2 separate regions of the Danio rerio genome follow, and region 2 is linked to region 1. Evidence: chromatin contacts called from public Hi-C data. All regions are on one chromosome and are shown on one strand. Each heading gives the region's core, a stretch centred on a gene start, on an enhancer-like site or on the middle of the called end of the contact. The rest is flanking DNA. Distances are from core to core; before and after follow the strand shown. Region 1 holds the start of bmal2 (basic helix-loop-helix ARNT like 2). Region 2 holds the start of ube2na (ubiquitin-conjugating enzyme E2Na).

Evidence for each region. Hi-C and Micro-C count contacts between places; a contact is called where the count stands out from the background.
Region 2: a Hi-C map of hematopoietic stem cells shows a contact between it and region 1, with 4 times the contacts expected there. The contact joins the promoter of ube2na here to the promoter of bmal2 in region 1. A contact is called at or near these places in 2 of 18 Hi-C or Micro-C datasets (caudal fin and hematopoietic stem cells) and 1 of 4 datasets of contacts at active chromatin or transcription factors (gastrula embryo).

Annotation. Positions count from the first base shown.
Region 1 is chr18:16,985,796-16,992,978 of GRCz12tu, forward strand. bmal2 (basic helix-loop-helix ARNT like 2) reads right to left here and starts at 3,267. Exons shown (of 17, transcript NM_131578.2): 1 at 2,901-3,267. The coding sequence starts at 2,958.
Region 2 is chr18:17,154,509-17,161,691 of GRCz12tu, forward strand. ube2na (ubiquitin-conjugating enzyme E2Na) reads left to right here and starts at 2,501. Exons shown (of 4, transcript NM_213486.1): 1 at 2,501-2,636. The coding sequence starts at 2,607.

The DNA.
Region 1 (7,183 bases), core at 2,017-4,516:
TACATTTCTACATGACTAATAATAAATAAATAAATAAAAAATAAATAAGTAATTACGTTTCTACATGTTTAATATATAAAAATAAGTACGATTAAAAGCAATTTTATGGCATGTAAAGAATGTTTAAAAGATGTTAAAGCTTTCGTAAACAATTAGGTGAATATATTTTAAGATTACTTCTTCAAAATATATAAATATAATGAAATTTTATATAACATGCTACACTGTAAAAAAATGCCCATACTTTTCACTGTAAAATGCAAAAGAGTGGTGGTAAAAAACTGTAAATTACAAAACATGAAATTACTGTTAATACAGGAAAAACTTGGTACTTTTTACATGATTGTTTTTCTAAAATTACATTATTTTAAAAGCCCTAAAACAATGGTAAAGTACAAAGAAACACTAAAAGTCACTGTATTTTCTACAGATGCATGTTTTTCAAACAGTAAATCACAATGATACAGTGTGGAATACGCGTGTATTTATATATTGTATATTGATGTATATTTCATTATCTTTTTTGTCTCTCAATGTAAAACCAACATCAAATGGTTATTGAATGAACAAACAATTAATATGCATTGCAAAAAAACACCCACAGTGTGCCAGGCCAAGTGCTTTTTTTTTTTTTTCTCAGACAGCTCCGCCAAAATTCACCGGATGCACCAGATAGTAAATAATTGACCTGAAAAAATGCCCATCACTGAAATGACTGGAATCTGTAACTCAAAAGGCCAGTTACCTAAGAGACATACTTTCCAGATGAGCCCCTAAATTCCAGTCACGTTTCTCTCTGCTGGGGAAGCGGAGGGAGGGGGCGACTGTCACGAGACCAAGCAAACTGACAGCAGATTTAGGTTACACGTTTTAGCAAGAATTAATAGCCCGGCAGTCTTATTACACTGGCCGCCTTTGTTTCCTATTGTTTATATCCTAGTTATGCAAAGCTTTATTGATCGAATCGGGATGAAGAGAGAAAGCAACGCCTGAAGAAGAGGAGGGCATCACAGCTCTGGCCTACAAGTGTGCTGAGTTTGACCTACATATTACACAACCGTCACGTTACAAGGTCACGTTACAAGAAATCAGAGCAGATCAGGCAGCACTATGACCTCACAATGCTAATGATTCACATTTACGTCACAACAACATGCAGTTTCACTCATTAAACAGGGGACTGAATTCACTTGGGAGAAAGCTTCAGTATTAGATGGTAGATTTGTGAACTCCAAAAATAAAAAAACTGATTGTCAGAGTGCGCAGAGTATAACTATACACAGAATAAAGCTTTAAAAGCAGAACAATAGATTCTAAACATTAGATCTCATTTATAAAGTGTGGCAAGTTTTGTGGCAATCATTCGTATTTTACTAAAATCGATGAAGGCATAAAGTAATTTGATGAGTTATATTTATTTGGTTAACTGTTTATTTAATATACAGCCATGATCATTAGCCTTAATGCCTATTATCCTCAAAACATTAGAGTTGTACTGATGCAGTAAAGCCTCTAAATGACTAAATGTTTAATTTAAAACATGACTACATAATTATTAGCTCTTTTTATGCAAAATAATAAGCCATGTTTTAGACGTCCATATTATTTTTAGACCAATTTTACAGATGTTTTAACTTCAGTATAAGAAATAAGTATTTGGTGGGAAATCTTTACTTTCAAACCATAACAACTGAAAACAATTGTTATTCTGACCAATTATTATTTTATAAAAAAGCTCGGATTTTTGGAAAAAAATGTTATAACATATTCGTAGAATAAAACATACAGTTGTCAGCAGTTGTCCATTTTGAAAATGGATATTTTTTTATCTATTTCTTAGTAAATATAGGCAATGAACTTTCATAGATTTAAACAAATTTACTAAACAAATATTTATAAAAATAATATTTTAGTCACCAAAGATATTCAGAAATTGAAAGATAATACAATTAAATCAAGCTAAATAGTGCAAAAAATGTTATAAAATTTCAACAATTTGTTTTTGCTTCTCTTGATTTTTTTTCTCCTTTTTAAATGTATATTTATTATTTTTCTAAAACATTTAAGTGTATTTTTATTGGACCATTATCATAAATTATTTTATTTGATAGGCTTCAGTATTGACTAATCAAATGTTTCCGCACATATATAAGGTTGTATCGCTTCCTATTATAAATATGAACTTAACAGATAGATTTGTGAGGGGTGTACTTACATATGCTGAGCAATGTATACAAATAATTGTGTTTGTGTGTCTTAAAAGATTCAAAATAACAACAACCCTAAATGAACCGGAATGATTAACAGATGAATCATACTCGCAAACAAAAACCGCAGCATTCTTTTTCATAACCACCGCAATGCAAAGGTAAACACAATAAATCAACATGTTTTTCCTGAAGATTTACTTCAAAACGTCGATAGTTTAAAAGAAATCGCCACAAACCAAATTTAAATAGTTAAAATACAAAACAAAAGAATAAAACAAACCCAAGACATTTAAACTAACGTTAGCATAATAATAACTAGCCGCAATGACCGAACGTGGCGGCAAAGAAAGTCTTACAAAGGCCTTCCAAAAACAACTACAGCACAGCTTTTCTACAGTTAAAAGCGACTGACAGGCAAATTTATGACTAAATGTGTGCTTTAACCTCAGCGGTAAAGCTTGAAAAGTGCCCCAGCCAGCGCACAGTTCCGACGCGCCTTTGCTCGGGTTTGCTCGAGTTCGCTCTACTGAACTACTGACCTACTTTCAGTGCGCAAACCAATCAGCGGGGAACACCGAGTGCTCCCTCTCCTCCGCCCGGCGCAACGCGCAATCCACACCAGCCCTGTCCGCGTCGACCGGAGAATTCCCGGGAGGACGAGTTGTTTTTTTGTTTGAAGCGACGAGTTACCTGTGTTTTCCCCCGTCGCTCCGTCACCGCCGCCAGCCGCTGTGTTCCTCGACGACATGGCTGGAGCCGGTACGCCGCGGCCCAGGGCTCCGATGCCGCATGTGGAGAACGAAGGCGGCGGTAGTTATTTGCAAAGAGGGGGGAGAAAGAAGAGAGGAGAGGTAAAGGCGGAAGGTGGGGGGGCGGCGAGGCCTGTGTAATTGCTTTAATTTTTTTTTCTTTACAACTAACTGAATTGGGAGGGTGGGCTGAGCGTAAAAACGTGCAAGGAGAGGACACGATGGAAGCAGGACAGTGGTTGAAATCCGGGGAAACGCGGAAGAAGACGACGCGCAATCTCCTCCTACCATCATCAACACCGCCTTCTCCTGTCCGCTCCCTCACGTTACTAACCTAGTAAGTCACGCGATATGTTATGCAAGCCGAGAAAAAATGCGGTCACGGATGCGATGGCGGTATGCGGTGCTGAAGTGAACGAGCGCCGGACGGATGGACGGTCGTCCTTTCAATTGTAGCAATGCAACTCAAGCAGAGCGCGTTCCGTTCCTGCAATATCAGATGTAGGTTTAAACTAGAAATGTTTGTTATATTAAGGTATTTGGTGAATGTGTACCAGTAACATTGCTGGGATGATTGTAATTAAACAAGTAGGTTAGTTATTATATTTATGTGAATGTGTCTGGATAGTTTTGCTTTAATGAATTAAATAATTAATTTGAAACACTCGTTTTGTGTCAACGTCTTGTTTCCATCTTTGACTAAAGGAAATCGAAAAGATTGGAAATGACCTTACTTGCAATATAAGAAATAAGTCTAAATAAGCTTGTTAATAATAGCCTTTACAGTTCATTCTTTTTAAAAGTAATACTCAATAAAACTAGAATAGGCCTACTATTTCAGTCATTTCCCTCCAGCAATTTACTCTTTATATTTATTGCTTCAAATGTTGTTAAAATAAAATTTGACAGTTTGAACTGGCATTTGACCTTATCAGCTTAAAACACTGTGATCTAAAGATACTGAATTGACGTTATCTTGGTCAGTGGTAAATCTCAAATATGATCACCCTCACGCAAATCCAAATTCACTATCATAAAAGTCATCTGTTTTCTTGGATAAAGAATCAATATACATCATTTGTTTGAATCTTTAAATCTGAAATACATTTTGGATTAGATATTGATTATTTTAGATGTATTATTATAATTTTATACAATTATACACAGTATTACTTTAATCTCATGTTATTTGTTTGCTTCTTTAAGTATGTTTTTTAATAATTTGAACTACCGGTCAAAAGTTTGGGGTCAGTTTTTTCCCCATGTTTTTTTGAAAAAAATTATTCTGATCATTTCCCAGAGATGGGTTGCGACTGAAAGGGCATCCGCTGCGAAAAAAACAAGCTGGATAAGTTGGCGGTTCATTCCGCTGTGGCGACCCCGGATTAATAAAGGGACTAAGCTGAAAATGAAGGAATGAATATTCTGTTCATCAAAAAATGTTAAATTGTTAAATATTTTATTACAATTGAAAATAACTGCTTTTTGTATTGTAGGTAGTTTCAAATGAAATGATCACAATTATTACTGATTTTATTGCTATTACCATTAATAAAAGTAATAATAATAACAATAATATTAATTAATATTACATTAATATTTGAAGACTGGAATAATGAAGCTGAAAATTCATCTTTAAAAGCACTGAATAAATTATTACATGGAATTATAAACTACTTTTGAACAGTTATTTAACAGTGCAATAACATTTCACAATTTCACAGTCTGTACTGTATTTTTAATGAAATAAATGCAGCCTTGGCGAGCAGGAGAAGCTTATTTTAAAACATTTAAAAATCCTACAGACCCCAAACTTTTGACCAAAAGTGCATTTTGTATATTTCAAGACAAATAAAAAATAATAAAATAAAAAAAAACAATATAAAATTATTAATAAAAAATATGTTTGCCAATTTAAGACTTTTAAAAGCTTTTTCTTCAAACATTTGCGGCCCCCTGGATGACCACAGTTTGAAAACCCCTCTAGGACTTCAAAACAATGATTGTTTAAGAGATGTTTGCAGGTTTTGATTGTTGAAACCATAAACTCGTCTTCTATAGCCAGAAAACAACTTTCACAACCAAGACTTTGTTTGTCAGCCTGTGTTTGAAACGGTTGAGTAGCCAACTCTGAACGAAAACATAAGCACTAGCGTCTTCTGCTGGACAAGTGTTGCATATGTTGATGCCAAGAAAACTCCTGGAAATTTCTAGCAAATTACTAATTCACTCACTGTCCTTCATGAATCTTGATTTATACTACACGGATAATCTGTATGAATGAAAGCATTTTTTTATATAAAGAGTGACTTTTACATAGTATGTTTAGGAAAGAGGAAGCCTGAATACAAATTATTTTACATCCTCTATTGTCTCGATCCACCATACATTTTACTTTTACATGAAAAAAATTGGCAGCCTCGTTGTTTCAAAGCAACTCAGCAAGCGCAGGAGTCAGACATTTGCCAAATGTTAGTTTTTAGTTTCTATTTGGTTGTTGTATGTTTTTTGTGTAATGATGTTCAAGGAAAGTTTTCGATTTTTTAACATTTTTTACTTTTTAAAATTACAAAATATAGTTAATAAAGTTAACCAAGTACTGCAGTGAGGTTATTTTTAAATGACCTAAAATATAATGTTTCCTAATAGTAAAACATTTTTAGAACATTCTGGGAATCAATCAATCAATCAATCAATCAATCAAAAAAAAAAAAAAAAAAAAAAAAAAAAAAAAAATATATATATATATATATATATATATATATATATATATATATATATATATATATATATATATATATATATATATATATATTGCTAGTTCAATATTGCAATCAGTTTTTTGCTTTTTCCGGGAAACAAACCCAACACAACAAATGCTTCAATTGAATTCATCAAACCAAATTTAATCCACTAGCAGATGTTACTGGGCAGCAAAGATTTGATGTCCTGAAAATGCATTAACACAAGAAGCATGACACTGTAAAAATGTTTATTAACAGCTGTATGACTAATGGAAATTGTTCTTGAATCATGCTGCTTTATTTAAGTTTATTTATACATTTATGTTGCATTATGGATCTTAATCTCTGTTCTATTACTTTTGATTTTAAAACAAATTTATGCAGCTTAAGTGTCCTTTAATGAACATTTTGGAAGTCCAAAATACAATATATTGTCAGGGTATATGGTGCAACAATTTTGCTGCCAGTGTTGAGTGTTTATGGGTACTGTAAAAATAAAAAATGTATGGTTTTTGTAAATGTAAAATGTCAAGACTAACTACTGTACAATGAAATTTAGTTTATGGGATAAAAATAACCTGCCTGACAGCTGCACACTGGCTCCTATTAACCACTAGATGTCCCTCTATTCTTTAAAAACAAAGTTCAATTGGACAAGCAGATCATTCGTTCTCTCATTTTCCTTCAGTCCTTTTTTTCACCAGGGGTCTCCACAGCAGAATGAACTGCCAACTTATTCAGCATATGTTTTATGCAGCGGATACCCTTCTATGCTGCAACCCAGTACTGGGAAACATCCACACACACACACACACACACACACACACACACACACACACACACACACACACACACACACACACACACACACACACACACACTACAGCCAATTTCATTCATTAATTTTCTTTTTGGCTTAGTCCCTTTATTAATCAGGGGTCATCACAGCGGAATTAGCCGTCAACTTATCCATCATATGCTTTACATAGCGGATGCCCATCCAGCCTCAACCCAACCATGGGTAACACCCACATTCATACACTACAGCCAATTTAGCTAATTCAATTCAACTATAAAGTACCACATGTCTGGAGCAGAGCACCCAGAGGAAACCCACGTGAAACGGGGAAAACATGCAAACTTTGATTATCTATATCCATATATTTCTGCCAATAAAGACCAAACATAGATATGTCAAAAAAATCTTCAGATAGATAAATGAAAATACATGCTGGAATAAAACAGTGGAGTAATTTAAAAAGTGTAATAAAATGTTTTTTCCCCTGCCTAATGAATACTCCTGTGGCGGAACCAATAACAATAATATAAAATAAAACAGGACCTGTTTAGATCTTAGTCCTCAGTTTAAAAAGATGTGATACGTGAATTGAATAAACTACAATGACCACAGTGTACGAGTGTGTGTGTGAGAGTCTATGAGTGTTTCCCAGTGTATGGAGTGCAGCTGGAAGGATGCATA
Region 2 (7,183 bases), core at 1,251-3,750, 170 kb after region 1:
GATTACCATTGTGCAGTAAGTGCTCATCACAGCAGCAAATGTTTGGAGATTTAATTGGTTAGTAGTTCATATATGAACATTTCTGCATGCTAATTTGGCCTAGGGCATAGTAAAAATATTGATTGAAAATTAACTAATTAACGCAAAGTAATTAATTAATTGATTAAACAAACTCTTTATAGGGTTATTGTATGTTAATACTGTGAATAAAGGCTTCAATAGGCTTAAAAATTAATTTGTTAAACTAAACTCAAAGTGAAAACAAAAGCTTTTATCTTAGGTGATCCTAATTTCTTAATGTCTAATAATATATTAGAAATTGTAGTTGTAAACTAATTACCAGTCATAAATGTTATACGAAATGGAGTTACTAACTAATATAATTAAGTTTTATAAACATAGAAACTGAAATAAATGTAATTATATCTCACTGTTGATTTTAATCCATTCAAATCAAACATTAACTCATGTTGCTGCTAATTTTACTCATAATATTCCTAATATTACCAACATTTACTCATGCTGTGACATTATTCTAAAGTTTCACCTTTTGCACTTTATCATCCTTTTGCAATTTAATTTGAGTATTTAATACTGTGCTCCATTGTTTTTTAGGGTTGTAAAAGCATCAGCAGTTAATCACAACAAAACAATTTTTTAGCGGCATAAGCAAAAGTGCAGAAATTTTTCTGAGTTTTAGGTTTTGGGATAGGTTTAGGTTCAGGGTACAGACTGGTGGTTAACTCAATAACTCCAACGGAATGTCCTCATTAAAAGCTCTCTCCCTCTCCCTCTCCCTCTCCCTCTCGTGTGTTTTGAAAATTTAACATCTTAACTCCTGATAACTCCTTTTTTTTTCAACACATCCCATAATTTCTAAAATAACAGCCTCTACCAAATGGTAGATATCTCGATTTAAGGTAAAAGTAGCAGAATTAATACATATACTATGGAAAATCTAAAAAAAATATGAAGTGCAAGACCAATTTATTTAAAAACATAACAAAAATAAGACATTTTTGAATACTAAATCATCTTTTTTTATACCATAAAATATTTTAGCTTTTAATTTAGCACAGTAATTTACATGTTTTGTTGTTGTTGTTTTATTTACAATGACACTAAAATCAAGGGCGAAGCAGTGGCACATTAGGTAGTGCTGTCGCCTAAAAGCAAGAAGGTCGCTGGTTCGAGCCTCGGCTCAGTTGGCGTTTCTGTGTGGAGTTTGCATGTTCTTCCTGGGTTTCCTCCGGGTGCTTCGGTTCCCCCCACAGTCCAAAGACAAGCAGTACAGGTGAATTGGGTAAGCTAAATTGTCCATAGTGTGTGTGAATGTGAGTGTGGATGTTACCCAGAGATGGGTTGCGGCTGGAAGGGGATCCGCTGCGTAAAAAACTTGCTGGATAAGTTGGCGGTTCATTCCACTGTGGCGACCCCAGATTAATAAAGGGACTAAGTTGACAAGAAAATGAAGATGAACTAAAATCAAGTGTAGGAGTGCAACAGGATTGTTTGTTAGATTTTTTTGTAAACCAACAATGCTGTTTAGTGTAAATTATTATTTAAAACATTAATTCAAACAATATAAAACACCGATACACATTTCAGCATTATCTTTTAGTGCAAAAGCGCGAGTGCTTCCTAAAGATGAAACTTAATCAGGTTTAGTTAGATACTCCTAATATAGTCAGTCAAAATATAGTCAACCATTTGGTCGAGCAGGCAGTTAAATTAATATATAAATACAACTTTTGAGGATACTTTATCAATATATTTTTTCAAATTAATCAAATATTTTTATTAACTCATAATGTAAAATCCAGAAAACTGATAATGGCTCTGATCAGCTGTCTTTATGAATACAAAACTTTTTTTCCCCTTTTTATTTTTATTATAAACAATGATCTGCAAAATATTGTAAAATCTGTGAATGTGTTCATTGATGTTTTCAGTGGTAATAACCACATTTTTCTCCAGCTATTATTTATTTCATTCAATGAAGGGTTTCAATCAGACTTAACAAGGCAAAAGTCACTATACAAATACACTTTGGAAAAGAGTACGAATTGCTGTTTTAGTACTCCAGGGGTTTAACTTTTTCCAATAAGAGACGCCAGTTAATTTCCCAGTGCTGTGTTGCGGCTGGAAAGGCATCTGCTACATAAAACATGTGCTGGATAAGTTGTCGGTTCGTTCCGCTGTGTCGAATCCTAACTAATAAAGGGAGTAAGCCGAAAAGAAAAAAAAAAGACACCAGTTTAACGTGTCATTTTAGGAATGTAGTTAAACCAGTTACCTGAAGGACTGAACCATTAAAAACTGAAAATTATTTGAGTAACTAGTCAAAACCTGTAAGAAATTCGTCCAAAAAACTTCATTATAACGGACTATCTAGATTCATGTCGGTTGAAAAAAAGAGAGAGCTTTCCTTCTAAACAAAACTACAACTTCCATATCATCTTCATCATCGTGAAAAGCGTACGTTTCCGCGTGCGTCTGGACGCACCGCGCCGGAAGGCGTGTGTCTGTGCACTGCGTCTCCGCCGTCAATGCAAACGAAGTAAGAGGCACCGTGAGTCAAAGCTAAAATCCGCATTCAAGACAAGATGGCAGGGTTGCCCCGCAGGATCATTAAGGTAACCGTGAAGTGAGACACACTGCACCTTTTCAGTCTTTCGTTTTTAACCATAATACTACTAAATCCTCTTCTATATATGAAAAGATCCGCCAAAGAGAAGCGACAGCTGGCTTAGCGTTTGGCACTCTGTTTGTTAGCCACTTCCGTTTCGGTACATTCATCGTATCCCGAATATGGGTGGGTTAAAAATACATCCACCGCTGTGAAAGATGGCGGTGGGCCTCTGTCTTATTCATTATTCATTAATAATTTGCACAACTAATCAAAATGATGGAGAAGTGAGAGTCGTTCCTGCAATGGAAGTGTACATGAAGCGGTGCGCTCGCGGTCATTCATTGCTGGAGCTCGAGCTGTTTGGGAGCTCTCGAGCTAACCCCTCCAGACGGCTAGCTAGGCTTACAAACTTGGACAAATTATCTAGTTTAAACAACTGCACAATTAGGTTTCATACATATGGGGTAATTTATCTATTTTCCCGAGTGCACGATGATTATTAGACCATTTACGACGCGATTATGAGCAAAATAATTCGGCTAGCTCGCTTCCTGTAGGCTAGGGAAGCAGTTGCGGCGCTAAATAAGCTAATGACTGCAGGCCCAAGACTGAAGAAATGTCATATAAAATAGAGGATTATGTTATCAAGACGTTTATTAAATAAACGCTCGTCCTTAATGAGAGATGTTGTTTATTCCCAATGAGAGATTAATAATTTGCAACGCCGAAATAAAGAGACAATTTACACATTAGATTTACCATGGATTTGTAAAGCTCTAAGTTAATGACGATGTTTTTGTGTCTTATTTTAATCACTTGTTTAACTATCATTTTTAATACAAACACCATGGTTAAACTATTGTAGGTTAACAAAATGTTGTTTGTATTTGCATTCAAATTTAGAGAGAATGAAAGTAACAATCTTCATACACTTTCACAATGCTGTGACAAATGCTGTGCACATGACTGGAGCTGTCAGCATTTAGCATTTATAGTCTCCCTTTCTGGTCAACAGAAAAATATCAAATATTTTGTAACAACGTAAGGAAGCACACATAATGGTAGAGTTTTCATTACAACAACATGGATTCACACTTTGCAATTAAAGCAAAACTGCATTTGTATATTGTAGTACAGTTCTTTTGAATATATAGACAGAAAGTCGTCTAAACTTCGCTTAGTCTACTTACAAATTTGACTGAAATATGAATGCAACATTGACAAAAATGACAACTCATTTTTCTTTATTTTTTAACCTCTCAGTGTAAAGATTAATGACTGTTGAAATGACAATCATCTTGCTGATAAAATCAAAACTATCAATATATGTTTCTGCATAATTCAGGTTTAAATTGCATGTTTGCTTCACCCACTTCTACATAAGCAATTTTCAGGCAAGAGGGAGGAAACCGTTTGATTAATTTCAGAAATATACATTTCGTCAGACTGCCGTTTCAGTGGGTTTTCATGTGAATAGGTTGGTTGTGAAATGAATCGATGTGAGTAGGAGGGCTGGGAACGCATCTTTGATGGCCTTTTTCTCATGCATGAGACCATGACATGAGCCCCTCTCTTGTCTGTGTTTGCTCTGCATGGTTTTGTCTGTGGGTTTTTAGAAACGTGAGGAATTTCATACTGAGGTCAATGTATTTGTATAAGTTAACTGGAAAAAAAATGGCAAAGGCTTCTGTGTCTAATGTAAACATTATTGGTGGGACATTTCAGTCAAAAACAAAAACCTCTAATTTTATTGTTCCGAACTTGTATGAGCTTTTTATTTCTGTGAATCATAAAAGATATTTTGAAGAATGTTAGTAACCACATTTTTTGTACTCATTTCTCATCATCGTCTGTTCATTGATATAAAAGTCATACAAGTTTAGACCCAGATGAAAGTGTGTAGATGATATACAATTTTTGGAGGGAAATGTATGTCTCTCTTTTTTTTTTGTATATTCAAATAATAATGTAATAGTTGTGATAATATACAAGTGTGATTCAGGACCACATAGCGTTAACACTGGGATCTTATTACCTTCTCAGGCATTATTTAGCAAGAATTATTGTACATTATACTAACAGTAAAGTATTATATATCACTGTTCAGAGTTTGGGGTTCTATATTTAAAAAAATAAGGTTTATTCAGCAGTAATGCCTAATAAGTTAGTAAAAAATATTAGCAAAAATTATGTCATGGCGATATATTTTTTAAATCATCAATGACTGTATATTTTTGAAAATAATAAATGATTCTCGAGCATCAAATCAGCATTGTTATGCAAATTTTTGAAAGATCATGGGACACTGACCTAAGGCTGGGCGATTAATCAAAGTAATCGAAATTGACATTCAGAATGTATAATCGATTACATTTTTCCAGGTATTTTTTTTTTGGTGGAGTCCCATGACCCAACTCTGTTAAGGATTTTTTATACTTATTTTGTTATGATTTGCTTATTATATTATTCTGAAAGTATACTTCTGCCAAGCGCATGTGTACAGGCCAGCGCAGCTTTCGCATGCCCGCACACTTCTCAAAAAAACGTTACTATGCGTCACAATGACGAAATAACACAAGCTTTGTGATTGGTCGTTTGGTAGTGGTGACAAGGGTGGGTGTTGCAAAGAGCCATGTTTTAGGCAATGTGTGTTTTAATTTCAGTTTTTCAGCGTTGATGTTCAATTAATAATCATAGATAGTGTAGGTTTCTATCAATTACATGTTATCCTTTATATTATTATGTAATATGTGACCATATTTGCTGTACAAAACCTATTAGTGAACTATGAACTCAAAAAACATAAAATAATAATAAAAAAATCATTTGTTTAATTGTAATCAAGTTAAAATGTTCAATTAATGGAGATTTTGATTTTAGGCCAAATTGCCCAGCCCTACTCTGACTAAAGTAACTGTTATTAATACAACGAAATAAAAATATTTTACAGTAGAAGTGTTCATCATTATTATATTGATTTATTTATTTTTGCCAATGCCAACCCCTCTTAGGATTATAAAATTATTCAGTGTTAGAATGTTTTACCATCTTATCATCATTTTATGGCAAAACAATCCCCATCCCTTGAACGAGGTTACAGAACAGGCATGGTAGCTTTTGGGGATGGGTTTGTGACACTGAGATTGTGATATCCTGTTTTTGGCTCGAGCTCTTGCTCAAATACCAAGCAGACAATTTTTTAGATGTCGTTTTCAGCAATGTGCAGCAGTTCTCCAGACTCAAGCATTCCTCAGGTGATATCAGATTCTCATTAGTCAGATGGGTGTGTGTTTCCAAAGGGCTTTAAGGTTCAGCCTTGTCTGAGTTGTACGCAGTGTGTGTGTCTGTCTGGATTGGACTGTAACGGCAGTCAGTTTAACCCTCAGAGTCTTGGTTTAAGATGAAACACTGATTATTTATGAGTAATGTGCACCGTTAAGGTCTAATGTCATACTGAATGTTATTAAGTGATGCAAGATACAGGGCATCATAAAATCTAAGAATGTAATAAAAACAATTAAACTGTGCCTATTATTGAAGTCATAAGACTTTTTTTTCTGATGTCATGCAAAGAAATTTACTCAACATTTATAGTGAATAACCAGCAATGTTTGTGGTGATGTAAGGCCATTCTCTGTTCCACTGAAGGTTAACTTTAGTACTGTTTTATCTGTAAATATTGTAGCTATTACATTGGTAGCTAAATTTTGGCAAAACATATGAATGGGAAAAGTGTTCAGCGTGTTGGTTTCACTCTCCCTGCTGCTAAAAGTCACTAGCTGCGTCCCAAATGGCACACTATACACTATGCACTCATGCACTATGTACTTATGCACTTACACACTCAACAGGAAAGTATATGTATGTAGTGTTGTCCCAAATGGCACACTAATGTTTTTTTACTAAGCGGAAATTCAAACCGTTTCCCTGATGACGTTTGACGGTCGCCAAATCAGTGAAATAAACGACTGACTTATCAAGTAATACCTGCCGTGAGTATTGCCGCATTTACCATCCGGAGGCGCTATAATCACTCTCGTAGGAGAATTTTGCTTTCACCATCCAAAATAAATAAAGTTATTCAACATGTGCGTCCGATCGCTCCGCCCCTTCCGCTACGTAAGCAAACCTGCGGTCGTTGAGTGCGTGAAGTGTCCATCATTACACACTTCATTTTAGCGGCTGAATGAGTGCATCATCCGGGTAATTAAAGTGCACTTATTATTTTGAGAGTTTTCAATGTGAACACACTACTTACACTATTTATACTACAAAATGGCGTAAAATAGTGCATAAGTATGCGATTTGGGACGCAGCTATTGTGTGTTGCATAAAGCATTTTTGAGAAAGCTATGCATTATATAACCCGTTTGTTTTAATGGTTTGAGCTCACAAGGGAATTTGTTGCTGCTTTAAGCAAAACGCAAGAGGAGCGGAGTGCAGTAAACTAGCTTGTGTACCTGCAGTGACCAAGTTCAAAATAGCTCAATATTCCGCTTTTAACCCAAATACTTATGCATAAACCAAACATGCTCATCAGAAAAGTACACT